4 separate regions of the Mus musculus genome follow, and all the other regions are linked to region 4. Evidence: chromatin contacts called from public HiChIP or PLAC-seq, Micro-C and promoter capture Hi-C data. All regions are on one chromosome and are shown on one strand. The core of a region is the stretch at or near the end of the contact, and the rest is flanking DNA. Distances in the headings are between cores, read along the strand shown. Region 1 holds the start of Lad1 (ladinin). Region 2 overlaps Tnnt2 (troponin T2, cardiac). Region 3 has its middle 26 kb from the start of Tnnt2. Region 4 holds the start of Ascl5 (achaete-scute family bHLH transcription factor 5).

What was found. Promoter capture Hi-C pulls out the DNA fragments that hold promoters and counts their contacts. A called contact is a pair of places that touch in the nucleus more often than the background predicts. HiChIP or PLAC-seq counts read pairs in DNA pulled down with a chosen protein or histone mark.
Region 1: a contact with region 4 is called in an HNF4G HiChIP or PLAC-seq map of pancreatic cancer cells. The contact joins the promoter of Lad1 here to the promoter of Ascl5 in region 4. A contact is called at or near these places in 2 of 39 promoter capture datasets (embryonic stem cells and liver), 1 of 484 Hi-C or Micro-C datasets (embryonic stem cells), 1 of 115 datasets of contacts at active chromatin or transcription factors (pancreatic cancer cells) and 1 of 9 other capture datasets (adipose tissue).
Region 2: a promoter capture Hi-C map of the HPC-7 cell line shows a contact between it and region 4, with 5 times the contacts expected there. The contact joins the enhancer-like site here to the promoter of Ascl5 in region 4. A contact is called at or near these places in 14 of 39 promoter capture datasets (the 3T3-L1 cell line, 3T3-L1-derived adipocytes, the HPC-7 cell line and 9 more), 1 of 15 datasets of contacts at CTCF or cohesin (the NIH/3T3 cell line), 12 of 484 Hi-C or Micro-C datasets (the C2C12 cell line, the G1E-ER4 cell line, the N1E-115 cell line and 6 more), 1 of 115 datasets of contacts at active chromatin or transcription factors (pancreatic cancer cells) and 2 of 9 other capture datasets (adipose tissue and embryonic stem cells).
Region 3: a Micro-C map of embryonic fibroblasts shows a contact between it and region 4, with 4 times the contacts expected there. The contact joins the enhancer-like site here to the promoter of Ascl5 in region 4. A contact is called at or near these places in 10 of 39 promoter capture datasets (the 3T3-L1 cell line, the HPC-7 cell line, HPC-7-derived erythroid cells and 7 more), 1 of 15 datasets of contacts at CTCF or cohesin (the NIH/3T3 cell line), 22 of 484 Hi-C or Micro-C datasets (the C2C12 cell line, the G1E-ER4 cell line, the HL-1 cell line and 12 more), 1 of 115 datasets of contacts at active chromatin or transcription factors (pancreatic cancer cells) and 2 of 9 other capture datasets (embryonic stem cells and pancreatic islet).

Annotation. Positions count from the first base shown.
Region 1 is chr1:135,817,225-135,820,515 of GRCm38.p6, forward strand. It overlaps Lad1 (ladinin), which reads left to right and starts at 1,374. Exons shown (of 10, transcript NM_133664.3): 1 at 1,374-1,792. The coding sequence starts at 1,755.
Region 2 is chr1:135,843,104-135,846,130 of GRCm38.p6, forward strand. It overlaps Tnnt2 (troponin T2, cardiac), which reads left to right. Exons shown (of 15, transcript NM_001130181.2): 4 at 2,452-2,541; 5 at 2,795-2,830. Among named protein-coding and RNA genes, the nearest start is that of Tnnt2, 8.3 kb to the left of the region's middle. Within about 2 kb of position 1,563, at least 33 of the 459 cell types and tissues checked have an H3K27ac peak or open chromatin away from gene starts, as enhancers often do. A contact at or near this core is called in the C2C12 cell line, the HPC-7 cell line, the N1E-115 cell line and 2 more, where this site is marked.
Region 3 is chr1:135,860,437-135,863,836 of GRCm38.p6, forward strand. No RefSeq gene overlaps it. Among named protein-coding and RNA genes, the nearest start is that of Tnnt2, 26 kb to the left of the region's middle. Within about 2 kb of position 2,010, at least 59 of the 459 cell types and tissues checked have an H3K27ac peak or open chromatin away from gene starts, as enhancers often do. A contact at or near this core is called in the C2C12 cell line, the HL-1 cell line, the NIH/3T3 cell line and 4 more, where this site is marked.
Region 4 is chr1:136,049,173-136,052,539 of GRCm38.p6, forward strand. It overlaps Ascl5 (achaete-scute family bHLH transcription factor 5), which reads left to right and starts at 1,632. Exons shown (of 1, transcript NM_001270609.1): 1 at 1,632-2,198. The coding sequence starts at 1,632. The coding sequence ends at 2,198.

The sequences.
Region 1 (3,291 bases), core at 124-2,623, 230 kb before region 4:
TGTGTGATCCTTCAAACTGCTACTGATCCAAACTGCTACTGAGCACACCTGTGCCCAGCAAAGTGTTGAGGCGACTCTGAGGCGAGATTCCCTTTCAATGCTTGGAAGCCAGGACATGGACACAGATTCCAACTCCATGTTATTGAAACTTCCCTCCCTCCTCTTTCCCACTCATCCCCTGTCCATGGGCTACGGGGCGCACAGTGCCAAGTCTCTCCGAGCTCCCACACCAACATCCAATGAACTATTGGACAGCTTTTTCTAAAACCTTTAATTCAAATGGGTGTTGAATGCAGTTGACAGCTTGACCATATGGAGACAGGTCCCCAAATGGAGTATCATAAGGTCCAAATGGCAAGAAACCCTCTGTTGGTCTCTGGTCAACTTCCTCCCTAAGACCTCTGGAATCCTTGTCCCTTGACCTGAATCCCTGACTCTGGAATCCTTGTCCTGAATCCCAGTTCCTCTCACATCGGGCAGAGGTATGTGAATCACTTCTGGGCCCACAGTTCAGCTTCCCAAAGCTCTTGCTAACCCCACTTCCTGTTCAGTGTCACCTTTGATTACACACTCCTCCCCCATCCCCTTCTTCGTTTCCTTTGTAGATTACAAAAATGGCCCCTCCAGCTCGAAGTGGTGGCTCCTGCCTTTAATTCCAGCATCCTCAGCTTTCAGGAGGCAGAGGCAGGTAGATCTCGAGAGGCAATCAGGCCAGACTCTGACATCCCATCCTGTGTGCTGGGCAGCACCCCAGCCTTCTCTGAACAGTGCCAGTAGCAGCTATTGATTCCATTTCTGATCTTTCAAGGAAAATAAAATTCCCCATCTAGGTATCTGACCTTACACATTCAGTAAGGAGGTAGGTTCCCGAGTGGAAAGCAGCTGGTGCTGCGCTCGCCCACGGGTTCCCACGGGTTCCCACGGGTGGTGTCCGAGTTGCCTCAGGTTATTGCAGTATTAATCTCAGTTACTTATGGACCCTCTTCCTACGACACAGTTATACACCTGTGGGGTATCAAGGAACAGGACCGTGCTTTTGGCGCATATGGTTTTTCATAGCGGTGTCCACTCTATTTTGGCGGGCTTGAGTCTCAGCTCCTTTGAGGAGGGGCTGGTTTTCTTACGCAGTGTCTGCTTATCTAAGCCGAGTCTTTCAGGTAGTTTCTGACCCCCGGGGTGTTTTCTAGGAGCCCCTTACTTCTTCACCGTTGCAGGCACTCTACACCCAAGACTACGGTACCTGATCTAACCTTTCTCCCTGCCTTCCAGCTCTTGGGTTTCTGCCGGCTAAGTCGATTTCCAGGCAGCGAGCTCAGCCTGACCCCGATCTTTGGGTTCCGTCCTCCCCCCAACCCCCTCCCCGACTCCCTGGCACTCTGGACCGCGACTCCCAGGGAAGACGCGGGCCGGCGCCGAGCTGGTCCAACTGGTTCTGAGCAGGAAGTCTCCCGCCCTCGCCCGGGGCAGCAGAGCAGCCCCGCGCTAGCCCCGGCGTGGGTGCAGCCCGCAGCTCGGTGCGACCGTCCCGCAGAGCGGCCGCGCGGGAGACCCGCCCCAGCGGTGATCAGCGCGGCTTTGTCTGGGACGCCCACACCTCAGAGGCCGCTCCTCCGGCCGGCGAATGGGAGCGCGGCGGCGCGGGGCCGAGCCGGGCTGAGATAAGCGGCCATGTGACCCTACCTGGCGCGGGGAGGGGCCGCAGGTGAGCGGCGGAGCAGGGAGCTCGGCACGCGGCGGCCGTGGGGCTCGGCAGCATGTCGGTCAGCAGAAAGGACTGGTCCGCGCTGTCCAGGTGAGTGCAGCCACAGGGGCCGGGTGGCCCGAGGCTGGGGGGTGGGAGCTGTGCCCCTTCGGATCTCCTCTCCCAGACACAGGCCTGCTCTCCGGACGAAGTGAGACACTGGTCTTGTTGCTTTTCGGTGGGGATAGAATTGAGACCAAACTCTGGTCCCCCTAGGTGACAGAGCGGGTGGTCTCCTTGCTCCTTCTCAGCTTCCTGTCCCCTTAGGTCTTAACCAGTACGTTTAGGGTAAGGCTTTTCCGCAGCCTGGACAGCCCAGGGTGCTACTGTCTGTGAGGGCAAGGGACCGTTTTAGGGGGCTGGGAAAATTCAAGAGTTACCCCAAGACTTATTCTTGAGCGGACCCTCAGCCTCTGCGCCTCTGTTAAGAGTTTTAGAATGGATCTGGGAAGTGTCCTTTAGCCCCACCTTATGGAGTCAACAGAACCCGGGTGTGTGAATAGAATCAGAGAAAGTAGCACCCCCACCCCATCCCAAAGAGAGGCTCAAATTCTGAGCACAACATTTGGAGTGGTATCTATGCCACTTGAGGTAAGATGTTATCCTTGTCTGCGCTACAATCTGTGTTTGTGAATCTCAATGGGTCAGAGAATATCTTTGCCATTTCTGCCTGCTGGACAGCCTATCAGGGTCAGAGAAGCCTAGGAGGGGTCAGTATCTAGGAGGCCGCCCCTCTCTTTGTGGCTCCTCTTGGAGCTGCCCCTCCCTCTCCAGAAGTGTTGGAATGAGCATCCGTTCTTCCAATTCCTCACACTGAGTCCCTAACTGGGAAGGCATCCTTTGTCCTAAAGGTAACAGAGGCTCCGGCCAGAGCCCTGTCCTTTCTATTCCTCAGGTTCCAGTCAGGGTAAAATTGGCCTCTTGGCTTCTCTCAAGTGGGCTTTCAGTCTTCAGGTCTTTTGTGGGGTCGGAGCTACGACTGCAGGTGCAGCCCAGTATGGGTACCACCTCCTATCAAGGCATCTCTCACACTGAGAGCTGCTGCCCCTCAGCACCTCCCTGAGGGCATCAGAGTCTTTCAGTCACAGTCTGTCACAGTTCATCCTTTGGTTTGAAGACTTCCTCCTCAGAGCCTTAGGACACTGCTCTGAAGTATGGCTGTCCCTCACCTCAGCCTCAGTGCAGAGAGGGCCATGGTATCCAGTGAAGGGGAAGGATAGGCTCCAAGGAGGGTGAGAACCAATGCTCTGGAAAGGGAGCCCACGCTGCCTTAGAGGTCAGACACACCCCAGGGAAGGTATGCGCCGAGGGTGGAGCTGGTGCGGGGGCAAGGCCTTGGACTCTGTGGGTCAGTGTGCACGGGGTTGGTGCGGGAGCGCCTTTGTCTCTGGGTGTGAACACAGCCATGCCTACGAATGCATGCTCAGATACGTGTTGTGTGACCTCTGTGTGGGGGAGCATGTTTGTGGCCTGTGTAGAGATGAGATGTCCCCGGGCAGCTGAATCTGCTTCTAGGATGCTCCTTCTAAATGGTTGCTGAAGACGTTAGT
Region 2 (3,027 bases), core at 313-2,812, 210 kb before region 4:
GCCCTGAATGGCCTGAGGCAGCCCCTCTGGCTCAGAAGGGAAAGGTCCAGATGAGTGGCTGAAACCGATAGGACAGATAATCCTAAGAGTCTTGTTTCTAGGGGAAAGGGTCTTCCCACCGCTGTTAAGCAATTCCTTAACCAGAGATTTGCATCACGAACAACGGGGAAGTGGTCAGGCTCCTCAGATTATGAGCCCAGGCCTTCCAACAGCCCATGCCAGCTCCCTTAGTATGGCCCCCAGTGGGACTTTCCTACCCGTGATTCTGGGATTTGGTAGATGTTCTGTGGGACAGTCCAAAAACTCATTCAGAGCAGGAATGTGGGGTACTTGGAGGGGGAGTCAAATCTTTTCCTATTCTCCCTGCTACTGGGGTCTACCATTTCAGTGAGCGAGAAGCCAGGGCCTGTAGCTGGGGCGCTTCTCTCTCAATGCTTTCAGTTGCTAGGCATGCTAAGCTGCTCCATCCTCAGTAGTGGTTGGCAGGCAATGGTCCTTGAGGCTCAGGCATGTCACGAGGAGTGAGGCTGCCATATTGCTTGAATGTTGACTTGTGAATCAGAGTTCAGGCCTAACTCTGAGCTGGTTGTGGTCTGCGCTGCTGCCAGGCTTTGCACCGCACACTAACCTGTTCTGCTTGCTCCCTTTGCTGTCGCCACCGCCACCTCCTGCACCCGGAAGAGGAAGACTGGAGTGAAGAAGAGGAGGACGGTAGTACAGCGTTCCCTATCCTGTGCCTGTCCCTGCTTTCTTGCTCCTCCTGGGCTCTGGGCTTAGGCTAGGGAGACCAACAACTTCAGAGGGCCAGGACCCTAGGACCCCTCCCCCATTCCCTCTTTTCCTTCTGGGAGGGAAGTGGGAAGGATCTGGGCTATCCTGTCTTCCCACCTGCTCCACATATGGTCACAGAAGGATTCCTGTGATAGGAACAAACCCCAGCTGCTCCACTGCTCATGTCAGTGTTCATGTGGGGACCTTCCCTGTTTTGCCTAAGGCAAGGTTGGGCTCTGGGGACAGAAAAGGCCAGAAATAGCCAGAGCAGAAAGGACATGATGTCAGCTTTCAGATGTGTTCTGCTGAGAGGTGGGGTGAAGGTGGACTTGCTTCTTGGGGGTAACAGGAGGCGAGGGGAGACAGAATGGGGCTTAATTTTAGGACTGGCTTTCCTACAGTGATGTCCAGGGAGGCCTAAGTGTGACCTGTTCCTTGGGCTTCTAAATGACCACTGGGCCCATGGCACGTGGCACAGGAAAATGAAACTTAGGGTGAATGGGAGAAGAGGTGGCCTCAGGGTGGACCCCATAGCTGGCCACCTTCCTCTACTCTTATGCTACCTGACAAACCTCCTGGAGGGTTGAAAGAAGAGGCACCCCAGGACTTCAGTGGGGACCCAGTCCTAAGAAAGGAGGGCAGAGACGATGAGGCAGTGGGGGTGGAGGCCCTCTCTCCTCTGATGGTTCTTTCTGTCCTGAGGTGTTTCTTCTCCCTCTGCCAAGGGGCCACCACTTGTCAGTCTATCAATCACTGAATGTTACAAGCACTTCCGCCAAGCTGAGTCATGGTCTGGATGGCATCCTGTCTCCCTAATCTGTCTGTCCCTTCAGAATGTTGGGAGAGGCGGGGTCCATCCACATCCTGTCAAGCAAACGATGAAAATAGAAACTGCTGGCAACCTTCTGGGTAGCACATCTCTCTAACTATTGGACCTTTCATCCGCCCGCACAACCTCTGTTGGGTTTGGAAGAAGGACTTGAAGAGACACTGGATTCACAACAGACTTTCCCTAGCACCTCAGTTTAGTCAGGACCTGTCCTGTGGTGCCAGCACCTCTGGGGTGAACAGTTGGGGAAGACGATGGATTTCTGTCCCCAGGAAGGTCATGGGGGAAGCTAGTGCTAAACTGGACAGAAAGAGGCTAGACAGAACTTCACCCCAACTAGTCCCCAGCAGTGAGTCTTGATGTCCTGTCACTGGTGTTTCCCACCGCCACACCATTATATTTTATCTATGTATATAATGTGTTTCTACACTAGGGAAGACCCAGCTCAGATTTCCAAACTCTCAGGGAGCCAAATTTAGGGGTACTTACCAGTCAGATGGGACCCTTCTGTTGGATTTCACTTTACCTGCAAAGGAGCAGACAGGGAACTCTGGGGCACTGACTTACTTGGGGGGCGGTTGAGGCATGGATGAGAGTGTAGATGAGTGGGTGAGGTTATAGGAATCTTTGCTTGCAGAAGTAGTCCTGGGCTGGGCGTGGCTTTGTGCTCCAGTTTGAACCAGGAGCCAAACAGCATTCCTCTGTCATTTGGGTCTGTGGCTCCTATATCATGTGAGCCTGGATGTTACTGGCTCTGTTCTACCCTCCCGATGTGATCTCTGTTCTGGGGGTGCTTTCTGCACGTTAAGAGAGAGGGTCAGTTGGTCATGGTGTCTTTTTTACCTCTCCAGAGCAAGAGGAGGCAGTGGAGGAGGAGGAGGCTGGTGGGGCTGAACCTGAGCCTGAGGGTGAGGCTGAGACAGAGGAGGCCAACGTAGAAGGTACAGCCCAGGGTGAGGGGATGAGGGGCTAGGGGTGGTGTCTTAAGTCGTCCAACAGGTGCTTGCTAGCTTGTGTCCCTGTCTGGGCTCGGGGGATGCAGCAGTCTGCTTTCTGGGTGATGATTGTCAATACAGAGCTTCGTTTGTGGTTGACCCTACAAACCAGCAGAATATCCTGCCTGACCATGGGGAATGCTCTTGGGGGAATCTGAGTTGGAACAGGACCTCTGTTGATTGATCATGTTTTGTTTAGAGGTTGGTCCTGATGAAGAAGCCAAAGATGCTGAAGGTAAGTGATGCTGGCACAAGAGAACTCCTCATAGTAGCCTTGGGTGAGACTGTGTCCAGGGATTCCTGTGTAACCAGAGGGTGTACAGGAAAGGGTTGGAAGCCAGAATTTGGTGGTACTTGCTGGGCTTGGGAGGGTGGGACTCAAAACCTTTGTCTTCATCTCAGAGAAGTAGCCTTAGTGTCCAACAGGAGAGA
Region 3 (3,400 bases), core at 760-3,259, 190 kb before region 4:
GTATCCAGAAGTTCCAATTTCCTGCCAAATAGTTCTAGAGTGTGACTATTGCTCAGGGTCTGGGTAAGCAAACTACAACCACAGTGTGTGGCTTGGACCTGGGACTAGGATAGGCTCTGGGTCCCCTGTAGAGCCAGATGATGGAGTTGGACAGAAACAGAATGGACCTGTCCTGTTAGGGGAGACGTGCCTCTCTCATGGTCCAGCAGTGAAAACTTTCCTGATGCCCTATAGACTTGTGAAGGCCATAGTGGGGTCGGGGCCCTGGGACAACTTGCTGAGTCTCTCTTAACTCCAGAGGCCCCAAGAACCCACCCTTGCTCTCAGGGCGGGAGAAAGCAATTAGGAGGGGTTGACTTTGGAGAGCTGAAAGAGACCAGGCAGTGTGACATGGTACCTCTCTTGAAGACGATGGGTACAACACAGTATTGGCCCAGGTCTGGGATCTGGGGAGCTGGTGGGAGACTCTCTAGTCTCTGAAGCTACTGTATGAGACTGGCACTTAGTATTGACCTCTGGACAACATTATGTGCCCCTCCACCCACCCACCCCAGCTCCCTCTGAATCTAGCACGAAGTCAAAGAAACCTGGAGTATCTACACTGGGGTAGCAGTAAGACAGCCACAAAACCAAGGCTTCAGCCCTTCCCCATCCTGGCAGCAGACATGGAAGTGCCTAGCCTCCTCTCTGCTCAACCTGACACCCCCCTCCCCCAATCTAGTCCACGCTGGTCAGAGGAGGAAGAGAAACACTGAATTGCAACTTCAGAACAAGTTTCAGATGGATCAGGGAGCCTTAACAACCCAAGTGTGACCTATGTAGGACCTACAGCTGACAATTGGGGACCTACAGCTGTAACAGACCCCACAGGCCAGCAGGGCGAGGGCCCCCAGAGAGTGAGCACTACAGGGAAGGGTGATGAGACACAGCATGGCCAGCTCCACCTTCTTCGGGTCTTCCCAGCATCACAGGGAGGTGATGCCTGACCACCTAAGCTCGCTCTGCAGGTGTTTCTCTGTCAGTCAGTCAGTTCCTTTCACGCTCCTCTCAGAGCCATTTTTTTCCATCTTGCATGCTGTAGATTCTCCTAGCTCATCTTGTTTCCACAGCATCTTTCCTCTTGACTGCAAGCACAACCAGAGCTTGGATTTGTTCCCTAAGCACAAGGTGTCACTTGGTGACACTCAGGGATGACTTGCTGGGTGTGAGGAATGCTGAATAACTTTCTTTCAGAGTCCGGGCCTCTTGTTGAACAGGTTGCATACACACAGAGTTCTAGAAAAGACAGAGAGCCTTGTAACTCTGAAAGGGAAACAGATTTGGGGCCCCCCAGGTGGGAGTAGCTGGATGTCTGAGGAAGTCCATCTAGGAGAAAGAAGCCAGGCCTACTTCACCAGGAAGGGAGCTTAGCAAAGAGGTTATCATAAGGGAGAGGTTGGGGCGACTGTCATTCCTGAAGCTAGGATGCTCTGGCCTGGCCAGCAGCAACCCGCCCTGCATCCTGCTCACTTGACCAAGGGGAGGGGAGCAGGAGAGGAGAAATCACACGTAGCACAGAACCAGCTTCTTCTGGAGAGTCATTAAAGGCACAGCCATGGCACCAGGCTTCCTGGGTTCAGTGCCTCCTCCCCCTCATATCTGTTGAGTGGCTTTGGCAGCGTTACTATGTCTGGGTTTCTTCCTCCACACAATGGCAATGATAGTAGGAATGACCTCACCAGGTTCTTGTGGGGATTAAATGAGCTTGTGTAAATATCAGTGCTCACAACAGCACATGGTGGAAACATGTGAACATTGGCTGGGATCTTTGGGATCCCGTGGGTCAGAGTGTGTCCTCTGGCCTCCGCTGGCCTTCCTACGGGGTAGTGCTCCCTCGTCCCACACACTTCCTGTAGCTTCCCACAGTTTAGGTCCCCATCTCCTCCCACCCTGCTGGAGCCTTAGGGTGTCTGTGACTAGACCGCTCCTCCCCTCCTCCCCCTTACCAAGGCTGGGACTTACAGGTCATGGGAAGATAGTTCTGGAGGGGTGAGTCAGCTGCTCTGCCTCGCCTCCTGCTGTGTGTGGCCAACCAGCTACAGGAGGTAAAAGTTAGGCGTTGATGACACTCCCATCTCCCAACAGGATGGTGTTGGTTTCTTTGGAGGAGAGGAACAGAGAGTCCAGTCATACCTGTCGTCTAAGGAGTCAGTGCTGACCCTGGCAATAGACTCCAGTCCCTGTTTCAGCACTGTCTGTCCCAGGGTGGGCCCGTGAGAGACCTCACCAATTACCGAATGTTGGTGTCCATTTTCCAGTCATTCCACGTGTCTCACACTCTAGCCCTGACTGTAAAGTCTAGGTCTCCACAAGACCCTGGCTTTCTTGACATCTCAGCTACCTGAACCCAGGTCCCTTTCACATCACCCTGTAGCCCTAACTCTGACTTCTTCTGCCTCTCCTACCCACACCACTCCCTCAAATCAGCCTGCCACTCCAGGAATCCTTCGGGGATTGACTGGGAGCTTGCTATTCAAAGGGTGGTCCTCTGATGATGGCTTGGTGAGAGTTTTAATCCCTGAAAAGACAGAGTCTGGGGACATGTGTTAGATGGTACCAAAGGACCGGTGATAGAGACAGCATCTCAAATTCCATACGTAACAGAGAAGGCTGTGTGCCTGACGTTCAAAGCCTACTCCTATATGAGCTTGTGTACGTGGCCGGCAAAGGGCTGGACATGCCGAGAGCCCTCTTACAAGTCCTGCCTCTGACACAGTCTTAGCAGAGGCAGATCCATTGTTGTGTCCTGATTTGCCATGGTATGTTCCGGAGGCTTTGGTTTAGGATATGAAACCTCTCTCCACATGCAAGCTTAAACAGTCTGAGGTTGTAGCCCAAACTGGCTCTTTGGCCAGTGTTCTGTTAAAAAGTGTTCTGCAGAGGCTCGTGGGGAGGCTGTGTGTTGTCTCTCTTTCGATGTTATCTGCCCAGACAATATCTCAGGACATTAAAGTTTCTGAAAATCTCAAGTGAAGAAAATGACTTCCCTCATTGTTCAGAGCTTCCAAAATGTTGACCTTGTCACTGAGCATCCCTGAGCCTGTGCCAATGACATCAGGACACTTTAATTCCTTTACTCCCACGCCCACACACCAATGGCTAAGGTTCTTGTTGGAGGTGTTTTGAACTCTGACAGACCCTTGCACTCATCTCCCAGGAGGGTTAGTAGTATTTGAGGGAGGTCAACACACACACACACACACACACACACACACACACATCTCCATTTCTCTTTTATTTTGAATCTCAACTGTTCTGCATTCCGGCGAGTACTCCAGCCTGTGTTGATGTTGGAGTCTCTGCTGCAGGAGATAAGACTGCTTCTATGGACTGACGGCCATTGGAAAGGAAGGTGTGGTCC
Region 4 (3,367 bases), core at 382-2,881:
CAAATCTGATATGCACAGCTGATGAGCTCTGGCAGCACTTAAACTCAACACAGACCAATTATTTCCTAAATAACAGTTTTCTAAAACCAGGGAATGGCTACGTGTAATTATGCCCCACCCTGGCAAACCCAGTTTTTGGCCTAATCCTCTTTCTTGGTTATTCAGACAGGATTTATGAAGCATCTATTACATACTAGGGACATGGCTCAGCTTGGCCAGGTACAGAGTGAGTTCCAGGACAGTGAAGGTTACACAGAGAAATCCTGTCTCCAAAAGCCAAAGGGGAAAGAAAAAGATAGAAAAAAGAAAAGAAAAGAAAAGAAAAAAAGAAGACACCTTGTAAGGTGCCATAGAGGAGAAAGCCAAGAGGGTTTGAGACCCATATGTCCTCCTGGACCCATGTGACCTGGGACAGGGAAGGGGAAGGTGACAACAGTCTGCGGGGCAGGAAGCTTTGAAATAGCTAACCCCCAGGGCTTTGTAATCAGGGTTATCTTTCATTCACCAGAGAGGGGCTTGGGCTAACTTGAGATAGTTGCTCCAACTCCTCCTGCTAGTTCGATTAGCTCCGTTAAACAATGGTATTACAGTTAAATGTGTCTCTGTATGGATATGTGCAGGTGGACACAGTGCTCTTGGAAGCAAAGGGACTCTGATCCTCTATAGTGAGTGTTACAGGCAGTTGTGAGCTCCTGGCTGCTGGAAACCCAGTCCTCTGTAAAAAGCAGTACCTGCTTTTAATCACAAAGCCATCTCTCTAAACCCCCTGTCCCAGTAGACTGTCTCAAGTTTTAGTTGTCAGGCCCTGGAAGGTAGCCTTGAGGAGATGATCTGAATTCTCAGAGGAAATGATATTAATGGCTGCCGTTATCTGCCAGGCCAAGTACCGGGTGCTTTGGAATGTGTTTGTACTCTTTTGGTTCTCATCTTAGGAACTATAAAGGATGTTTTCTGTCTCTCCAAATATGGAATTCTGACTCTAAGATGTATGTCACTTGACTATTGAGGAGTGAACCCTAGATTTGAGCTCAGACCAACAGTTCTCCAAATCCCCGCCCTCTTTCCTCTTGATTGTTTCTGGAGATAGGAGTACCACAAAGGCCTTTCCTTAGTGATATGTTCACTTTTCTCTACTTTTAGCAAAGTTCTGGGAACTCTTCTGCTGAGCTGACGGGCTCTCCGCCTCTGCCCACATCCCCCGCAGATCCGGGATCCTGCAAAAAGATCCAGTGAGGAACAAGAATTGGGCGCTGGGGGAATCTGGTCATGGAGGCTCGCAGCTAGAGCCAGGGGCAGTGCTGGCGGCCTTGGACTGCAGGAAGAGGCAAGACTCTCAGTCCAGGAGGACCAGGCAGGGAAGAGGGAGAAAGTGCTCAGATTGCTCAACACATGTCACCGCAGGCGCGACCACAGCAGATACCTGCTGTGCCTCTGCTAGCTGCTGCACTTGTCCAGAGCTATGACTCACATTAAGGAGTCCAAGCCAACCCAAAAAGGCAAAATGAAGCCTTAGCAACTCGCAGCACCCCAGAGTGCTAGCAATGTGACTTGTCCCCTTTGTCAGGACCACACAGAGCCCGTGCAGAGGCCTTTCAGAGGGCCTCACTCTGGGTCCAGCTCCACGAGGCACAATGAACAGTAACTTCTGCCGAGCTCTGGTGGACCGTGGGCCCCCGGGGGGCATGCAGCTAGGTGTCGTGGCCCCTGCTGGACAGACGCCGCTGGCAGCCACCGAACCCTTGAGCAACGTACCCTTTCTATTGTACCCCGGCCACTCCGAGCCGCCTTACTACGACGCCTACACTGGGGTGTTCCCCTACGTGCCCTTTCCCGGCGCCTTCGGGGTTTACGACTACCCGTTCGAGCCTGCCTTCATCCAGAAGCGCAACGAGCGAGAGCGGCAGCGCGTCAAGTGCGTGAATGAGGGCTACGCGCGCCTCCGCGGCCACCTCCCCGGCGCCCTGACTGAGAAGCGGCTCAGCAAGGTGGAGACACTGCGCGCCGCCATCCGCTACATCAAGTACCTGCAGGAGCTGTTGAGCGCCACCCCCGACGGCGCGCCACCTCCCGCCACCTCCCCGCCGCCCGCCCACACGGGCCACAGCAACGTGCCGCAGCCCTCTTCCTTGGTGGCCGAGTCCAGTGGATCCCCCTTTTCCTCGTCGCCTTTTTTGGAGTCGGAGGAACCCAGCCTTTGATCTGGCCAGAGGCCTGGACTTGCCCCTCTAGGGAACAGCTTTGGGGGCTTCTGGGTCATCTGTGCGGGACAAAGAACAGTGGTGTTCGAGGTCTGTGATCCCACCTCCACCCACTTGAGCCAGATGTGAGGGCCTGGGGTAGAGATGGCGAGATACGGATCCCAGGAGCTGATGTCTGCGGTGAGGAGCAGAGCCCTGGACAGCTCCTGGACCAGCCTCAGCGAAGCTCTGCTGTCCACCACACCAAGTCCCCTGGAAGTCAGCCACACTTTCTGTTATGCCTGAACCTTCCACAAGATGGCCTCAAATACTAGCGAGGAGCTTGATGGCCTCTAAAGAGCAGGAATTCTGAGGGAGGGACGAGGGAAGTGAAGACAGGCAGCTGCTTGCATTCAGCACCCTGGAGCTGACAGACTTAGGGGAAGTGTGTGTGTGTGTGTGTGTGTGTGTGTGTGTGTGTGTGTGTGTGAGAGAGAGAGAGAGAGAGAGAGAGAGAGAGAGAGAGAGAGAGAGAGAGAGAGAGAGAGGGAGGGAGAGGTCGCTGGTGCCCATTGGCTTCCTTGACAGCGAGTGATCACCTCCCCTCTCCCACCCTTCAGTCTCTTCTGGACTTAACGCCTCCCCCACCCCAAGACTTGTAAGCTTCTAGGGTCCACTGACATTGTGTTTACATCAAGGACTAAATAAAAAGGGATTGTTGAATTTTGTGATTCCTGAATTATTGTCTATGCCCACCCTCCACCTTGCAATGTTTGCTAGCTGGTGCAGTCACCTAACATTTCCAGAGAGATTAGTGTGTATGCTGAGACTGAATATGGGAGAGGCCAGGGTTCTAGGGAGAAAGCACACAGACATTGTCTAGTGAGGGATTGGAGGACCAGGGGCCCTGTGAGAGCAGTGCACATTCAAGGTTGCCTGGAGCCTTTCCCTCTGGTAGGAGAGGGGCTCCATATTTGCCAGAAGAAGGCATTGGGGGCGGCAAGTGTGAGAGGGTCCTGGGCAGATCCTGACAGACACTGAGACTGGTGTGAGTGGAGCTATGCTGAGCTAGGCCACCACCCAACACATTCTCTGGACAGAGCCACGGAGTTGGGGTGGGGAGAAACTTAATCTCCATCTAAGGAACCTGTTTGGAGTTTGTGGCTCTACTCCACGGGTTCCTCTCCCTG